Regions from separate parts of the Mus musculus genome. Here all the other regions are linked to region 2. A link is a contact called in public Hi-C data. All regions are on one chromosome and are shown on one strand. Each heading gives the region's core, a stretch centred on a gene start, on an enhancer-like site or on the middle of the called end of the contact. The rest is flanking DNA. Distances are from core to core; before and after follow the strand shown.

Region 1 (2,700 bases), core at 127-2,626, 340 kb before region 2:
ACAGCAGAAAAGGCCACTGGTTCAGAGAGACATGGGTTCAAATTCCCATCCATCTTCTGTTTGCTATATCGCTTGAAAGCTGCTACTTAATCCCACACTTCTAACTAATATACAGATCTATATCATAAGTGTGTGTGTGTCCCCTTATACAGTTCTGATGGGAATTCAACAAGCTACCATTTATAAAATAAAACCAAGGACAGTCACAGCTAGTAAAGTGGGACATATCCATTAGCACAAGAAACTGTTAAACACTCCAAAGGCTATGACAGAGAAAAACATCTGTCTGGATGGATAATGGGTTGAGAGTCACTCAACAGTGGCTTAATGTCACGGAAAGTCTCAAGCACAGCTAACAGGAAATATTACATTACATACATTTTTACCACACTCAAAAGGTTAGATTCCCAAGGGTGGTTTGGAAAGCGGTTAACCTGTCTGCACGGGAAGCTTGCATAGCAAACCAGGTTTAGATTTCTCCGTTCTCTTAGGCATCTAGTGAATTGCAGTTCATTACTGAAATGTGCATTTTAAGTAGTGAACTGTCACTAATAAAATATTCTATGAAATATCATTTAAATGTACAAAAAGAAAGTCTGGGCTTTTATCAGTTAGTACGTGTTTCAGACAGGAAAAAAGAAAAGGATTAATCGCTATGAGATAAAATGCCCCGCTTCACTCTACAGCTCATTGCTCTCATTCTCAACTTAGGCTTAGCACTAAAAATAAAATCAGTTTTACCAAGTAAACTATGTAGGCCCCATTTTCATTGTCTGTTGACTCTTGCAAATGCAGAAGGAAAGCTGTGACTAGCAGAGAGCCCTTGGTCCAGCCTGGGAAAGGGCCCAGGGTCCTCTTCTCTTTTAATGGCGTGTCCATCCTTCCACCTGTCCTAGAACATGTATCTTGAGTTCAGGATCCACTGCACTGTCCCATGGGCTCAGAGGACATTCAGCAAACAACAGGTAAAGAAACACAACTGTATGCCTGTGGTAGTTTGAATGAGAATAGCCCATAAAGGCTATACATGAAAGCTCTGTTTCCAGTTGGTGGGCTATTTTGGTTGGAAAGAATTAGGAAGTGTGTTCTTGTTGGGAGATGTGTGTCACTGGGCGTGGGCTTGGAGGTTTCAAAAGCCCATGCAAAGATCAATCTCACCCCCCCTTCTCTGTGTGTGTGTGTCTTTTTGTGTCTCTCTCTGTTTCTCCCTGACTCTGTTTCTCTCTCCTCCCCCTCTCTCCCCTCCCCCCTCTCCTTCTCTCCCTCTCTTCCCCCCCCCCCCCCGCCCCTGCAACTTGTAGATCATGTGACCTCTCGATTCTGCTCCAGCACCATGACTTCCTACCCGCTACCACTCTCCCTGGCACGATGATCACGGACTTCCTCTCTGAAAGTGTAAGTCAGCTCGCAATGAAACCCTTCTTTCTGTAAGTTGCTTTGGTCTAGGTCTCTTCACAGCAACAGAACAGTAACTAAGACAGTCATACCTGATCTACTACCGCTAATGAAGTCTAAAGTGTTTACACTGACTCGGGTTATCAAATCACTTACTAAATCCAATAGCTTACAGGGCACTGGGTTTCTTGAGAAAGAAAGAAAAGGGACCAGCTTCCTGCTTTAGCCATGCTGAAGTCCCAGGACATGGCAGCTCTCAGTGGCCTCTGCAAGCCAATCCCAAGCCATTCCCATCATGAAACTGGTGTATTCTGGACTCGCAATATATAAGCCATGGCCATTCAAACCTTCCCCCTCTATCCTACCCACCCAATACCATACTCTCTCTTATCTTTCATGGCTGCTTATCTGCCACTGCATTTTTTTCATTTACTATCCATGTGCATTGGCTCTTTACCCTCTGATGGAAATCCTATCAATGTGGAGACCAGTCTGCCTGGCTCCCAGTGGGATCCTATGTCACAGTGCACAGCAGTGCAATCAGGGCGCCTGCCACATGAATGACTGAGCACACAAATGATGGCCAAGGAAGTGAGAAAGATGATCTTCTCCTGATTGTGCTGCCAGTGTGGCCAGATCCTACTCACAATCACTACCTTAAAAGCCCAGATAGGACAGTGTTGTCGCCTTGCAGAGATCTAATCCCCTCAACCCTCGCCACTGAGGGGCAAGACTCTAAACATCTGTTATGGTTTATCTAGGAAATATTAGCATCTATGCTTGCCTATGGGGGATTATCTAGATTGGATTAATGAACATGGAAAGACCCATTTAACTTGTGAGCGGAGCCATTCCCTGGGCAAGGGATCCCGGGTTCTATGAAATGGATAGAGCAAATTAAGAATGCATACATTCCCAGAAAAATTAAATGTAATCATTTTTTTAAAAATTAAGATGCTGGTTAACGTGATGATGAAGTACTTGCCTTGGTGGTCACTGACACTCACCTCTTGGCAACAGAGAATTGTGAATGCTAACACACCAATAGGAAGAAAACCATACTGCACTCTAGCTCTGTGGGTGTGCAACACTTGCCTCTGTGGAAACTCAAGAACTATAGTGACATCCAGCTTGTGGGAAGGAAAGGTTGTATGAACACCCTGGAGTACTGCCGCACAGTCCATGTATAGTCAGGCAGTCTAATGGAAGAGAAGGCACGTGCACTGTCTAAGTGGGAACAGCAGCTCTTTGGTCCCTGTGACACCCAGTGACCTTGTACCTTGTGCTTTGTTGTCCCCGTTGAAC
Region 2 (2,700 bases), core at 22-2,521:
TTTTACGTTCCCAGAGAAATTAGACTACAATTTTTCATTTACAAATAAGCAGCACACTTCCAGGACCTTTGTCCGGGATTCTCAATGGTCTAAGGCGAACAAGCCGCTTACCTCGTACTCTATACAAGGGTCTGGAGAGTCATCAGTGCAATGAATAAACCTTTGGAGAGAAAAATGCAATTTTTTTGTTAATTTATGCAGACATCTTCATAAACAATATGAGCTTTGATCCCATGAAGCATTGCTTGCTGTTGAGTACTACGCAGGCGCATTTAATCCTCAACACAGCACAAGCAGCTCCAGTAACCTCCATTTTCCTGTCAATGGGCAAAGAATCTAAAATTCAAAAAAGTCCAAGCTTGGCAAATAAGCTAGGACGATACACAACTCAGGCTGACCAGCTCTGAGTGACGGTAAGTCTGTCCACTCTCGGTGTCCGTCCTGCTGCGGAGTCAGCAGGCTGCATACTGTTCTATGACATCAGCTCTGCCACTGAGAGCCACGCAACATGGCTATGCTCCATCTTTAGTGAAGGTAGGATGGCAGCACCATCCACCTTAGTGATAACCCTGAGGAGTACACTGAGGACTGCTCTGTGGACAGTAGCTTGGCCACAGAAAGCCACAATGTCTGTCATTGCAAAAGACCTTGGACAGAACCATACAACCCTCCGTTAAGCATCCCCTCTAAGGACTGTTTCATGAACAATAAAATAGAGTATTACAAAACGCCCATCTGTGCCAAGCCCTGGACTAGGCACCAGGACCACAAATCACCTAGGACCCCAAAGTGCTTTATGAGGCATGACAGAGGAAGCTAGCAGGTACACAGATCATTTCAGAACACCAGGGAGAATAAAATACTCCGATGGAACAAACAAGGAAGCAACTTGCTGGCTGTCATGTGTGGGAGGGAGAGGAGGAAGTAGAAAGGGGATCCACTTTGAGGCAAAGGGAAACATGCCACAGCAGGACAGGAATATGAAGACAAGAACCCCATGAGATTAGCAGGCATGGGTGTGCATCAGCAATGAAGATGGGTGAAAGCTGTGGACACCGAGCGCTGGTTACTTTGTGTCTCTTTCACCCAAACTAGAGTCACCTGAGAAGGGGGAGCTTAGTGGGAGCCTACCTCCATCAGACTGGCCTGTGCACAGGTCTGTGGGGGCATTTTCTCTTTTAATTGATGATTGATACGGGAGGGTCCAGTCCACTGCGAGCAGCGCTATCCCGGGCAAGGAAGCTGTCCTTGTTTAAGGAAGTAGCTAAGCAAGGCATGGGGAGCAAGTCAGTAAGCAGCCCCCCCCCACCCCCCCGCCCCGTGGCCTCTGCTTTAGTTCCCGCCTTAGCTTCCCTTGATAATGACTCTAAGCAGGAAGACGAAATAAATCCTTTGCCTCCCCAAGTTGCTTTGGGTCTGTATTTTATCACAGCAACAGAGAAACAAAGCAAACCAGGACAAGGGGGAAAGCCCAGGTGATCCGTCCCTCTACTGCTACTCATCTTTATTTGTTTTATTTTATTTTATTTTTTGGATTTTCAAGACAGGATTTTTCTGTGTAGCCCTGGCTGTCCTGGAACTCACTCTGTAGACCAGGCTGGCCTCGAACTCAGAAATCTGCCTGCCTCTGCCTCCCAAGTGCTGGGATTAAAGGAGTGCGCCACCACCGCCTGGCTCATTTTTACTTTTAATTTACCACTGACATGCATTATTGTAGGGAGCTTGACAAAATTGGTGGGAAAAAAAGGTAGTTGTACATGTGCATCACTCGTAATATGTAATATACAATTGTGAAAACCGAGCATGAAGAAAACAAGAGCACTTCCCCCCTTGTGGCTATTACGGTTGGAAGTAAGATGGCCCTCACACGTTCATGTGTTCAATACGTGTCTCCAGCTGTAAGCCCGGGAACTCAGCAGTGGGGTGAGTGTATGAAGTCAGACCAAGTCTCTGCTTCCCCGGCACCAGGAGGCGGGTAGCTCTCCGCCATACTGCTCTGCCTCACTGTGGGCACAGAGCCACGAGGCCACCACTGCAGTTAAGGCCCCTGAACTGTGAGCAGAACTAGATCCTCCTCCTCTTGCTTTGTCACAGGAGAAGGATTCAGCTAACAGATGTGCTGACCAATGAAAGACAGGATTTCTCGGGCACAGAGAAATCTTTTAAAGGCTGTCTTGAAGGTAGTGGGTAGTGAGGTATTGAGGTTTATGCTCAGCAGGCATGAAGCCTTGGATCCAGTTTGAGGAAGGGAAGCATCGAGCCATTCAAACACAAACCCAGTGTAAAAGCCTTTGGCCTCCCTGACTCTGTGGCACGTTGGCACTCTGCAATCATTTATGTTTTCACATTGCAAACAGTAACAATTGTGGTCAACTTGACTAGCTGAAATCCAGAGAACACAGACTTCTAGAACCACTAATAACTGGGAACCAAATGATATAATCTACAACACGTTTCAAAAGAAAGGTACACAGTGTGCTTTATTAAGCTGCCAATGGCCTTTCTGTTTTTACAGTAGCAAATGTTTACGTGTGCCATGTACTACTGAGGTAACAAGGGTGAAAGGAGCATTCAGTCAGAAGGTACACTATGACTCTCATGGATGGAGGTGCTAGAACTCTTACTAAAACTCCTGGGTTAAGTTTAGTGGGGAGGCACAGGGAGGCTGGGGGTGGGGATAGAGGGGATAGAGGAGAGAGA
Region 3 (2,700 bases), core at 196-2,695, 420 kb before region 2:
TCTGGGAGAGGTGAGTGAAAATATCTCACTCCCCCCTCAAGGAAATCACTTTATCTTTATATTTCCATTTTGCAATGATATAAAAAATCATGAAAAAGGATACTACCAACATGTTCTGGCTGTGGTTTCTGTAGGCTTATTTGGAGAGGAAGGCTGTCTCCCTTAATTTTCTGGCAGAATTGGATTTAATTAAACTCGACACACTGTGTGTGGTTGGAGCGATGGCTCGGCAGTTCAGAACACTGACTGCTCTTCCAAAGACTCTGGGTTCCATTCCCAGCAGCCACATGGTGGTCACAAATATCCATAACTCTAGTCTCCAGGGACCAGACAGCTTCTTCTGACCTCTGGGCACACGAGGTCTACTCATGGTGCACAGACATACAAGCAGACAAAACAGCAGTAAACATAAAAGCAATCATTTGTTAAAAGATTAAAGCACACTGGACACCATGTCAGTTCTCTCTCTAACTATACGATTCCCTTTATGCCATTAAAATGCTATCAATTCCAGTTTATAGGCTAATTTAAAATCCTTCACGAACCATTTATTAGATATGGAAACAAAGCACATGGTGTGTGCCTACACACCAAGCATTGAAAAGTTCTGCTCTAAGAATCACTTTTCAATGTGCTTAGAATGTGTGGACAAAAGAGAAAAAAAATAGCATTTATTTTTACTTTGAAATTTTCAAGTGCTTCCTGTATCCATCAGTCGACAGTGAGACGTAATGGAAACACAGGGTGAAACGAACTCACTGTGGAAGATCATTGATATCAGACATGCACATCTGACCTCGTGTTTCGTTCTGTTAGAACCAGTAACTCTGGGACAGAGTTGGAAAGCCTGCGCAGCAGACACCATTCCGAGTACACTTCTGATACTGAAAGTATGTAAGACATATTTTAAAAATGACCTTGCATTTGTGTGACTTGGGAGTATCCTTGAAACAAGACATAGTTAATATAGTTTAAAAGCATGCCCAGTTTCTGTGGTACTGGGCACCAAACCCAGGGCTTCATGCATACCAGGCAAGTGCGCTAGCAACTCAGGTATATCCTCAGCCCTCGAACCCAGATCTTCTTCTTGCTTCAAGCCTGTTGAGTTGTGCCCACTCCTTAACATCCCTCATAAGCCTGGTCAAAGGCCTCCATAGAGGGAATTAATCAGCACCAGCAGCCAAGTGTCCTGTGGTCTGCTTTTCAGAACTCCCCACGTGGTTCCTGCAAGTCTTTGGCTCCCAATTAATTCTCAGGCTCAACAGCCTGAAGGGTGAGAGTGGACATAACACACATCTCAGCAGACCTGCCTAGAGCAACCTCTTGTATGGGAAAATGAAAGGCCGTGGATCCGAACCTTTGTTGACTCTTTTAGGGTCATTAACAAAAAAGGAACATCTCATTGTAGTGGTTTCCTTCTCAAAACCAAAACCAAAACCAAAACCAAAAACAACCCTGGAAGACCCAAATAGCCAGAAAGGCTCCTATTTCCATGCTAAATCACAACCACTGGCTTGTGCCAACGAAACCCTGTTTGCTGGAGTTGAAATGAGAAAATGTGTGAACAGTTGTTGTCTCTGAGATATCATCCCCAGGTCTCCTTACCCCGGAGCATTGGTCAGATTGAAAGATGAATAGGAATGCCTTGAAGGGACTTGTTGGAGGAGACTAGTCACAATGTGTCAGCTTCCTCATGCCATTCAACACGTCTCTCTTCACCCAACAACAAGCATCAGTTCTTCTGGCTGTTAATGGTCCATGTCTTGATACACAGATTATTCACCTTCAGATGTACATGAAGAAATGAAACCTGGACAAGTATGCTCTGCATGATGCCCTAACACTTGCCTCTCCTCTCACTGATGCTAGGAGTTCCACAGATGAGTCAGATTGCCTTCCCTCTTGCAATTAAAAGAAAACCTTTCAGTATTATACACATACAATTCATCTTGATACCATCCACCCCCTATTAGCCTGTCATAACCCTAATTTCAATAACTCCCTTCTTCCCCAAAAGTCTCTCTACTACTAATCCAGTCTCCAACCCCCACCTTTATGTGTTTTCAGGTCTTGTCCACTGCTGTGTCTTCATGGGTGCAATGGCCCCACCATATCCAGAAGTTGGCATTTGGCAGCAATCCTAATAATCTTGCTAGCCATCATCCATAACGTGCTCTGGGTCTTGAAGGGGAAGTTACAGATGTTCCATTTAGGGCTGAGGGATTAACAGTTACTTATTATCAGCACTTTGACTGGACATGAGTCTCTGAATTAACCATCACCCTCTGCTTAAAGATACTTCTCTGACCAAGGAAGAAAGTAGGTGCAAGTTCTGACCAAGTTTACAGTGGCAGGTATCTATTCCTCCCGTGGAGCGGGTCACAGATTGTGGGAAGCCACATGTGCCGTTGCTGAGTGGCACTGACTACTGCTGGCCACCATGCATAAGATTGGACAAACAACCAATGTGTACATATGCAGTAAAGTTTTTTGCAAAGACACTGCCTGGCCCAGGCATGATAATGAGGTTCTGTAAGGTACTGAGAGTATAACCAATCAGATGTGAGATATGCAAATGAGGTATGATAATGAGGTTCTGTAAGGTACTGAGAGAGAGTAGCCAATCAGATGAGGAACATGCAAATGAGGCTTAGTGCATAACCAATCCGGGTGTGAGACACGCCCCTCCTAGGCCTATAA

Evidence for each region. A called contact is a pair of places that touch in the nucleus more often than the background predicts.
Region 1: a Hi-C map of bone marrow-derived macrophages shows a contact between it and region 2, with 25 read pairs. The contact joins two enhancer-like sites. A contact is called at or near these places in 1 of 15 datasets of contacts at CTCF or cohesin (the NIH/3T3 cell line), 2 of 484 Hi-C or Micro-C datasets (bone marrow-derived dendritic cells and bone marrow-derived macrophages), 6 of 115 datasets of contacts at active chromatin or transcription factors (acute myeloid leukemia, embryonic stem cells and large pre-B cells) and 4 of 9 other capture datasets (adipose tissue, embryonic stem cells, liver and 1 more).
Region 3: a Hi-C map of bone marrow-derived macrophages shows a contact between it and region 2, with 22 read pairs. The contact joins two enhancer-like sites. A contact is called at or near these places in 4 of 15 datasets of contacts at CTCF or cohesin (the NIH/3T3 cell line, large pre-B cells, pro-B cells and 1 more), 36 of 484 Hi-C or Micro-C datasets (the AML12 cell line, B cells, the C2C12 cell line and 19 more), 7 of 115 datasets of contacts at active chromatin or transcription factors (the HPC-7 cell line and embryonic stem cells) and 1 of 9 other capture datasets (embryonic stem cells).

What each region holds. Positions count from the first base shown.
Region 1 is chr2:5,473,140-5,475,839 of GRCm38.p6, forward strand. The region is part of intron 2 of Camk1d (calcium/calmodulin-dependent protein kinase ID); the gene reads right to left. Among named protein-coding and RNA genes, the nearest start is that of Gm36853, 7.8 kb to the right of the region's middle. Within about 2 kb of position 1,377, at least 2 of the 459 cell types and tissues checked have an H3K27ac peak or open chromatin away from gene starts, as enhancers often do. A contact at or near this core is called in bone marrow-derived macrophages, where this site is marked.
Region 2 is chr2:5,810,685-5,813,384 of GRCm38.p6, forward strand. It overlaps Cdc123 (cell division cycle 123), which reads right to left. Exons shown (of 13, transcript NM_133837.5): 7 at 112-160. Among named protein-coding and RNA genes, the nearest start is that of Gm29984, 14 kb to the right of the region's middle. Within about 2 kb of position 1,272, at least 21 of the 459 cell types and tissues checked have an H3K27ac peak or open chromatin away from gene starts, as enhancers often do. A contact at or near this core is called in bone marrow-derived macrophages, where this site is marked.
Region 3 is chr2:5,391,211-5,393,910 of GRCm38.p6, forward strand. The region is part of intron 3 of Camk1d (calcium/calmodulin-dependent protein kinase ID); the gene reads right to left. Among named protein-coding and RNA genes, the nearest start is that of Gm36906, 77 kb to the left of the region's middle. Within about 2 kb of position 1,446, at least 12 of the 459 cell types and tissues checked have an H3K27ac peak or open chromatin away from gene starts, as enhancers often do. A contact at or near this core is called in bone marrow-derived macrophages, where this site is marked.